Regions from separate parts of the Pan troglodytes genome. Here region 1 is linked to region 2. The links are chromatin contacts, called in public HiChIP or PLAC-seq maps. All regions are on one chromosome and are shown on one strand. Each heading gives the region's core, a stretch centred on a gene start, on an enhancer-like site or on the middle of the called end of the contact. The rest is flanking DNA. Distances are from core to core; before and after follow the strand shown.

The links. HiChIP or PLAC-seq counts read pairs in DNA pulled down with a chosen protein or histone mark.
Region 1: an H3K4me3 HiChIP or PLAC-seq map of stem cell-derived excitatory neurons shows a contact between it and region 2, with 2.6 times the contacts expected there. The contact joins the promoter of PEG10 here to the promoter of CASD1 in region 2. A contact is called at or near these places in 2 of 7 Hi-C or Micro-C datasets (blood and stem cell-derived neural progenitor cells) and 1 of 1 datasets of contacts at active chromatin or transcription factors (stem cell-derived excitatory neurons).

What each region holds. Positions count from the first base shown.
Region 1 is chr6:104,031,192-104,035,358 of NHGRI_mPanTro3-v2.0_pri, forward strand. PEG10 (paternally expressed 10) reads left to right here and starts at 2,402. Exons shown (of 2, transcript NM_001302445.1): 1 at 2,402-2,665. The coding sequence starts at 2,661. SGCE (sarcoglycan epsilon) reads right to left here and starts at 2,346. Exons shown (of 12, transcript XM_009453639.2): 1 at 2,063-2,346. The coding sequence starts at 2,171.
Region 2 is chr6:103,884,772-103,888,724 of NHGRI_mPanTro3-v2.0_pri, forward strand. It overlaps CASD1 (CAS1 domain containing 1), which reads left to right and starts at 2,149. Exons shown (of 21, transcript XR_001719382.4): 1 at 2,149-2,704. All of the region lies in intron 2 of LOC129144592 (a long non-coding RNA gene), which reads right to left.

The DNA of each region.
Region 1 (4,167 bases), core at 1,152-3,651, 150 kb after region 2:
CTCTTTGGAAAGAAAATAATCGAGGAGAATTAATTTGATCTTGTTTTTAACTTTTAGAAAGTATTTAACTGCAATCCTATGAAAAATATTTATTGTATAGCTACCTATATATGCATAGAGAACGTCTGAAAAAGCAGACTCTATAATGTTTACTGGTGTTATTGCAGGGTGAATAGGTTACAGGTGACCTTTTCTTTAGAGTTTTCTAGGGTTTTCTCTCCTGAATTTTGTACAATGACCTGAAATTACTTTTATTATGGTAAAATACTAATTACGTTTTTTTAAAAAAGTCCTGGTTAGCATTTTGAAATGAAAAAATCAAATTGGTTCAAACTTGTTCAAACTTTTAAAGTCTTAAGATGGATTTTTGAACTTTAATTTTTCCTGCTTTTCATCTATACTGGTTTTAAATCTCAATTTTTAGAAGAATAATGTCTCAGTTAACTAGGTGAAGTAACTTTCGAATTTAAACAAACAAACAAAACTGGTAAGAATTTGACAGCGGTCACCAGAACAGTACTCTACCAAGCATAAGAAATCCTGGAATTATTCTATCTTGCAGAAGAGGGTGAACATCCTAAAGATTAAATTAAAAGGCACTTCTAAAAAGTATAATTGTGTTTACCCAACTTCCTAGGGAAATGTCTTTGTTAAAAAGCTGCATTTCATTCATTCATATTCCGGATAGTGGGCATTTTCTCTCTAATAAAAAGTAAAATCTCAGTAAATGGGCTACAGTTTTGTTTATTCCTAGAAAGGCTCGCTTTTAAAGTGCGGTGTCTGCAACGTTGTTATGACAATAAGTCAAATTCTTATTGATATTCCAAGTATAAAATAATCCGTAGCAATGTTACTAAAATATGCTCAATTTTGCTCTTCAAATATGAAAGCGTTTCATCTGTGTTTCAGAAACCTAACTCAGCTGTAGACAATTTGGTTTTCCCTTTTAACTTAAACTTGTTTTACTAAGATCATCAACAGATTGTCAGTTTCCCAAGCGCCTAACACTGAGGCGCTTAGATGGGAATCCGCGTTAAGGTTTTATTTAGCATCCTTCCTCATCAGAATTTTAGCGTCTTATCAGCCACTGCAATTTTCCCTGACATAAAATATATATGTTCATAGTACAAATGCACGCAAATATTTGTGGCCGAATCTCGGCAACCCGCTGGAAAGGATTAAACGTGCGGTTGCCGTGACTAAACGCATTCATTCACCCTACAAGATTTAGGAAAATGTAACGTTGCAAGGGAAGCAAGGTCTCTGTGTAAACCTCGTAATCGCCACCAAAAGTCCGTAGCTGGGAGCCTTCAAAGCCCGCCAAACACACTGGAAGCATCCACAGCTGTTTTAAATTGGTTTTGGTTTCTGGAAATAGCGCACTCGGTACGGCAGCATCTCTGGCCTCCAGCCGGGGTTAACCCTGACCTGAATGCCCTGTTTAGCTCCCAGCATTTCATGATTCCGCGTCCCTGCTCCGTAAAACCGAAGAAAACCGAGATTTCCGCCACCGAGAAATGCACTTAGCAAGAGGGGGAAATTCGGTGTTTTAAATGTCATATTTTTGTGTTCTCTACCACGATCAAGAAAAGGAAAAAAGATGTGTTTGTGTAGCGGGGACGCAGCTTGACACCCATTTCCTTTGGCTCGCATCGAGGTCGCAGAGCCCAATCGCGGGGAAACGGGCCCCCCAGAAAAACAGGCAACGACCCCCAGCTCTTTGCTACAGGGATCGGGAGAGGACTACCCTGGGGCTGGGCGGGGAGGGGGATGTTGGGAACAGGAATTGGAGATGGAATTTCTGCGCCCGCAGAGCAGGGAGGGGCCCGCGGGGGCGCGGAGAGGAAAAAAAAAAAAAGGCCAGGGGTCAAGCCTGGGGAGAGAGAAGCTGGGCCGGGGAAATGGGGTACAAGGTGTACTGAAGGAGGGGTACGGTGGGGTCCGGGACAGAAAGAGAGGCTGGTACCCAAAGGGCGCGCTCAGGCGCCCGGAACCCGAGCGGGGGAGGGGGAGGCGGCGGCCTGTTGGCCCCGGACCTCCACGTCGCGCGCAGGCCACTAACCTGTCAGCAAGAATGTGCCAGTGGTCGCGGGGCTCATCCTGCGTGTCCCCCGACCCTGTCCCGTCCAAGCACAGGGGTCTCCCAGCTCCCACCACCGGGGCAATTGCATTCTTGGCCTGGCTAGGCCGTCCGTCCTCGATTCTCCCCTCCCCTCCCTTTCTTCTTCCCTCCCAGCTTGGCCAGTTCAGCATCAGCATCCCGCACCCCCTCGGTAATCCCGTACTCCCTCTAGCGGCGGGCCACTGCAGCGTGGCCACCGCCCCCACCCCCATCCCCCATCCCCCGCACCCCCCTCCACCCCCTAGCCCGCGGAGCACGCTGGGATTTGGCGCCCCCCTCCTCGGTGCAACCTATATAAGGCTCACAGTCTGAGCTCCTGGTACACGCGCTTCAACTTCGGTTGGTGTGTGTCGAAGAAACCTGACTGCGCCCTGAGGAGAACAGCGGAGAAGGTCCACCGAGCCTGGCGAAAGGTCCGCTGAGCGGGCTGTCGTCCGGAGCCACTCCGGGCTGCGGAGCACCCAGTGGAGACCGCGCCTGGCTCAGGTGTGGGACCCCATCCTTCCTGTCTTCGCAGAGGAGTCCTCGCGTGGTGAGTATGCGGTGAGGACGTTTTTTTTTTTTAAAGATCACGTTCATTCCCCGTGCTTATCGGGAGCTGCGGGAGATGGAGTAGCACCCCAGAATGTCTCCACGCAAAACTTGTCACGCCTTCACTGGCTGTACCCCAAAACAAATGGGGAAACCAAGCCTTAAAGGCTTGGGTTTCCAGGACCAAGTCCAGATACGGGCTGTAGACAGAGATGAGCTGCGGACAGTGATGAGCTGCAGACGGTCAGGAGCTACAGATCGATTTGCAATTTGCTCTTCAAATGCGCTACCAAGTGCCATGCTTTACAAACAGATAAGCGCTTCAAATGCGCTACAAACTGGCGCTTCAGATGCGCTACAAGCACGCTTCACGCGGGCGACAAACTGATGGGTGCTACAACTGGCGCTTAATTGCGCTATAAACTGATGGGCGCTTTATGTGCCACAAACTGACGGATGGGCGCTTCAGTGGCGCTACAATCCAGAACGAGGAGCAGCGATATAGGAGCTGCAGACAGAAAACTGAATTGCGCTTTACACGCGCTGCAAAATCTGAGCTGCAGAAGAGTAGCACTACAAAAAACGCTACAAAAACGATGCGATTAGCCAGCCCGACAACAGCGCTTCATTGCGCTGCGAGGCACATGAACTGCAGAGGTACATGAGCTGCGGAACAATTCACACCTAAGATGCACTACAAAGTGGTAAGAGCTGCAGAGGTACAGGAGCTGCAGACTGTTTGCGCTACAAATAAAGCAGCCGTAGTGGGACATGAGCTGCGGAGTACAATTCCTCTGTTTTCTTGGAGCAGGACCCCACCCTTTCACCTTTTGGAATGGCTCCCACTCTATTTTTCTGCAGGACGGTTCTCTGCATGATGGTGCTGGTAGACAAAATGGAGCCCCGGGCAAAAATTAGTGTTTAACATTCTACCCACACCATTCCCGCTATAGCAGTGGAGTGGAGGGGCACTGATTGGAGTGGAAATGGGAATCTTTTGGTGATGGCAGAGCAGGCTGCCTGCCTACTTGTGCTTGATTGAAGTGGCGGTGTAGTTGTGGTGGCGCGAATCAGCGTCCAGCAACAGTTTGTGGAAACTGTGGGTTTGCTGAGTATGGCGGGGGAATTGGATCTGTGGATTGCTCTTGCTGCATGAAATGAATCTGGCTTTGGTGGCTGGTGGGAGGGGTTTGGGAGGGGGGATTCTGGCGGCGGGGGGTGTGTGCAGATACTCTGCAGCCCTGTAGCAGCCAGTCTCAGGCCTGCCCCGCCCATCCTAGCATGCCTTCTTTGCGGTGCTTAGCGCCTCCTCCTACAGCGCCTCCTCAGAGCGCGCCTCCCCTGCAGCGCGCCTTCCCAGAGCGCGCCTTCTAGATGCGGCCTCCTCAGGCCCCTCCTCCCAGCTCCTTAGCGCCTGCCTGCCCAGGCCCCACCTCTCTCTGGCCACCTCATTCTGAGGTGAGCTGCTCAGGCCCCGCCTCTTCCAGGCCCGCCTTTTCTGTGGTGAGCTGCCC
Region 2 (3,953 bases), core at 899-3,398:
CTCCGCTCTGTTTTAGATGGATACCAAATAAGGAAGAATGGTCAACAATGTCAGGTGCCACAAAATGGTCCAGGAAGATAAGGAATATAAAGTGTCCCTTGGATTTAACAAGTAGTCATACCACACAGCCTTGGTGAAGAACAAGGAAATGGCTGAAGAGAGAATGCTAATTGAGCCAGTGAAGGCAGAGAGTCAACACTGCTCTTTCTAGATGTTTGCCAGAGGAGGAAAGAGTTGATGAGGTAAACACGCAGGAACAGAGTCCATGGGTGTTTTTCATTAACAAAAAAAATTTTTTTTGGAGGAAGGCAAACAGCAAGGTGATAGGGAGAATTGGAAGACACAGAAAAAGAATGATTTGCATGGGGATAACTGATGGAGGAATCAACACCCTCAAGAAAGGAGGATAAGAAAAGATTCAGAGCAGAGGTAGAGAGATTGGCCTTAAACTTGAGAGAAGAAAAAGGAGGTTCACAAGCTATTTACAGTATTTCAGAAAGCCTTCTGGAAATTGCAATTAATAGAATGTCAAGTTTCTTTACTTTTTGCAGGCATTAACTCAACCCTTTGGGTTAACACTGGTTATTGCATGCTGATCAGAAATTCTAATTTGCTGTTGATGACATCATAGAAATGTCTAGGATGTGATTGGCAGACCATATATTGTTGGCAGAGTTATCTGGTTTTTACAATACCTAATTCTTACAACATGTGATCAACCTCCGATCAGAATGACAGCCAAAATTAAAAGACTATTTGCAGGGAACAGTGCCTAAGTGTTTGTACACTTATTTAACTTTATTGCTTATTAGCATTACATCCATGACAGTGATGTATGTGATTTCATTTAAGTGACAAAATCTTTCAAGATATAAAGTCCATGGATGAAAACATAATAAAGAGTCCTTGGATGAAGAGAATGGGAATGAGTAGACAAGATCTCTACAGTCCCTTCATATCTAATATTCTATAATTTTAAAAGGGGCCTATAAGCACAAGTTCAGGAATGGCTAAATGGGAAAGTTGTAAAGAATACTTGACAACACCCCAACTAAACAATGACTCACTCTAAACAAGGCAAGGCAAGTAGAATGGCAAGCAATGTAAATAACCATTCCCATCTGGAAGGCAACACAAGAAAAACCATTTAAAAAAGGGGTAGGGTGGGAGCGAGAGGAGAGTAGGGATAACAATGCTTTATTAAGGAAATGGAGTGCTGGCTTTATTGAGAATCACAAAACATTAACCAACGTTAGTAGCGGGGATGATTGTCATAAGCACATTAAGAAAAATTTTTTTTGGCTGGGCTTGGTGGCTCACGCCTGTAATCCCAGCACTTTGGGAGGCCGAGATGGGCAGATCATTTGAGGTCAGGAGTTGGAGACCAGCCTGACCAAAATGGTGAAACCCCCGTCTCTATTAAAATACAAAAATTAAACGGGTGTGGTGGCGGGCGCCTGCAATCTCTGCTACTCGGCAGGCTCAGGCAGGACAACCATTTGAACCCAGGAAGGGGAGGCTGCAGTGAGCTAAGATCACGCCACTGCACTAGAGCTTGGGCGACAGGGTGAGACTCCCTCTCAAAAAAAAACGAATTTTTTTGGCACATCGACCTAACCAAACTTGTGTAAATACAAGTGAGAGTCAGACTCTTTTCTCATCAACACCTACACTAAGTTAGGCTCCTTCTGTACCTTCCACTCGGAACTTTGGTGTACTTTCGCCCACCAGAACTGGGCAAACTGAGGACATTAAAAAAACGGTTTAAGAGAAACTGGCCAGAGCAGTGAGTTAAGTGTTAAGACTGGTTTCACTCCTGGGTTGGATGCCAGCAATCCATCGGCCAGCACCATCAACTGGATCCATCAATCCAATCTGGCCAGCACCCAGGGGCAGCCAGACTGACCAGCCAGGCCACGGATAGCCAGACAATAATCGACCTTAGGGTGTCCTTCGCATCCCGCTGGGCGGGTTCTGGGAGTAGAAGGCTGAGAAAGGGGAGTGTTGGGGAAGGAAGGAGTGGGACGATGTGTACTTTTCTCCCGGAACTGTAGTTCTATTGCCCCAACCTGGGCTCAGGTAGCGGCCAGTAAACTAGGAGACAGCCCTAAGGCTCGCGTCCGGGCCAGGCGGGTACCCCTAGTACTCTCTCCCCACACCCCCATGGCTCTGCCGCAGCCGCCGCCGCCCGCCGGGGCGCGTGACCCGGTGACCCCGGAGCACTGGGCATCCGGACCCCCCTCGCAGGCGCAGCCGCTATTAAGGCAGGAGGCTAAAGAGGAGGAGGAAGGGGAGGAGACAGGCGTCCAGGGCGCCTGGGGAACCGGCACGGCGGAGCAGCGGCGGCGGGGCTGGGGGGAGGCCGCCGAGTCGGCCGCGGCCGAGGAGGGGCAGGCGGAGGTCGGGGGCGCCGCGGCCGCGGGGTCAGGTTCCCCGGCGGGAGGCGCAGGTGGCGGCCTGGGGAGCTGGCGGCCGCTCCTCGCCTGGCTGCAGCGGCGGCAGCCCCAGTGCTGCCCCTGTGCGGCGCCCCTTTCCCGCTCCGCCGCGCACTGTTGTCATGGAGGAACCAAGATGGCGGCTCTGGCCTACAACCTGGGCAAGCGGGAGATCAACCACTACTTCAGCGTGAGGAGCGCCAAGGTGCTGGCGCTGGTGGCCGTGCTGCTGCTCGCAGCGTGCCACCTCGCCTCCCGCCGCTACCGAGGTGAGCGGGCCCTCCCCCCTGCCCGGGCAGGCCGTGGGGGAGGCGGCGACGCGGCGGCTGGAGGCCGCCCCCATCGCCCAACACACGCCCACGCGGCCTCCCGCCGGCCCGGCCCGCGGGGGAGGCGGTTCCCCCACGTGCCCCCAGGTGTCCCCAGCAGCGGCCGGCGCCCGAGGCCAACTGAGTGGACCCCAGTGGGGGCCACCAAAGGACAATGGCTGGTGGTTCTGGGCGCCCCGAGCCGCCCGCGCTGGGGTCGGGGGCGCCAACCCTGGACCTGGCCCAAAGTGCTGCTGAGGTCCGGCTCCTGAGCGGTCTGGGTTCGGGGAGACGCGCCAGATCAGGGGCTCGCGTGCAGGAAGTCGGACAGGCGGTCCTTGGGGGCAGCCCGGGGCGCATGAAGCCCAAGGCCGCCCTGCAAGGGGCACCGCTGCCAGCAGTGGGGTCGCAGGTCCTGCCTCTTAAGGGTCCGGCTCCTTAGCCTTTGTTTAATTTTGCCTCTGCCCTGTAACACCCAGTCTGGGCTGTTGGACAGCGGCAAGGGCCGCCCCCATTTTCCTTTGCCAAAAGGGCGACAGCTGGCAAAAGATGCCTGTGGCCAAATGGAAGAGGTGCTACCCAGCTTTTGTGATACAGAAACGTTAAAAGGCTTCGGAGTGCACTTTTTACAAAGTTAAGGCACCAGAGCAGATTTTTGGAAGGAAGTTGTGGGTTGACAGGCGTAAAGGTGGGCAGTTGAAAGCAAGTTGTAAGCACTTTGAAAGCAGGCCTTGGCCATGGGTTTTGAAATTGGTGTAAAGGGGAAAAGGAAATATGACCTGATTTGAGAATGAATTATCTTTCAGTAATCAAGGGATATTTACTTGTCCTTGATGATTGATTGTTTTTTTTCCTTTGTAAAAATGTCACTGGGAGAGAGGCTGACAGGCAGAGGGAAATTAATAATGATAGGATCTTTTATTTTTGGCTCTTAATACTATCAAAGCCATTATCTGGGCAGCTCTTGGTGACTGTGAGATTAATCAGTCAAGATGTAATGTGTAATGGACAGGTGCAAATTAGCGCTGTGCCCGTTTAAATTTACACCTACTTTGGCAAAATATCCACAAACGGGTTGTTGGAGGCTGCGCTGTATGCTCATCCCAGGAGATCTTTCAATTTTGGTCAGTTTTGCTGCTTTATTTCTTCCAACTCTTGAGAATTAAAAATATTATACTCTAGAGCCATACTGGGTGAACAGCTTTTAGTA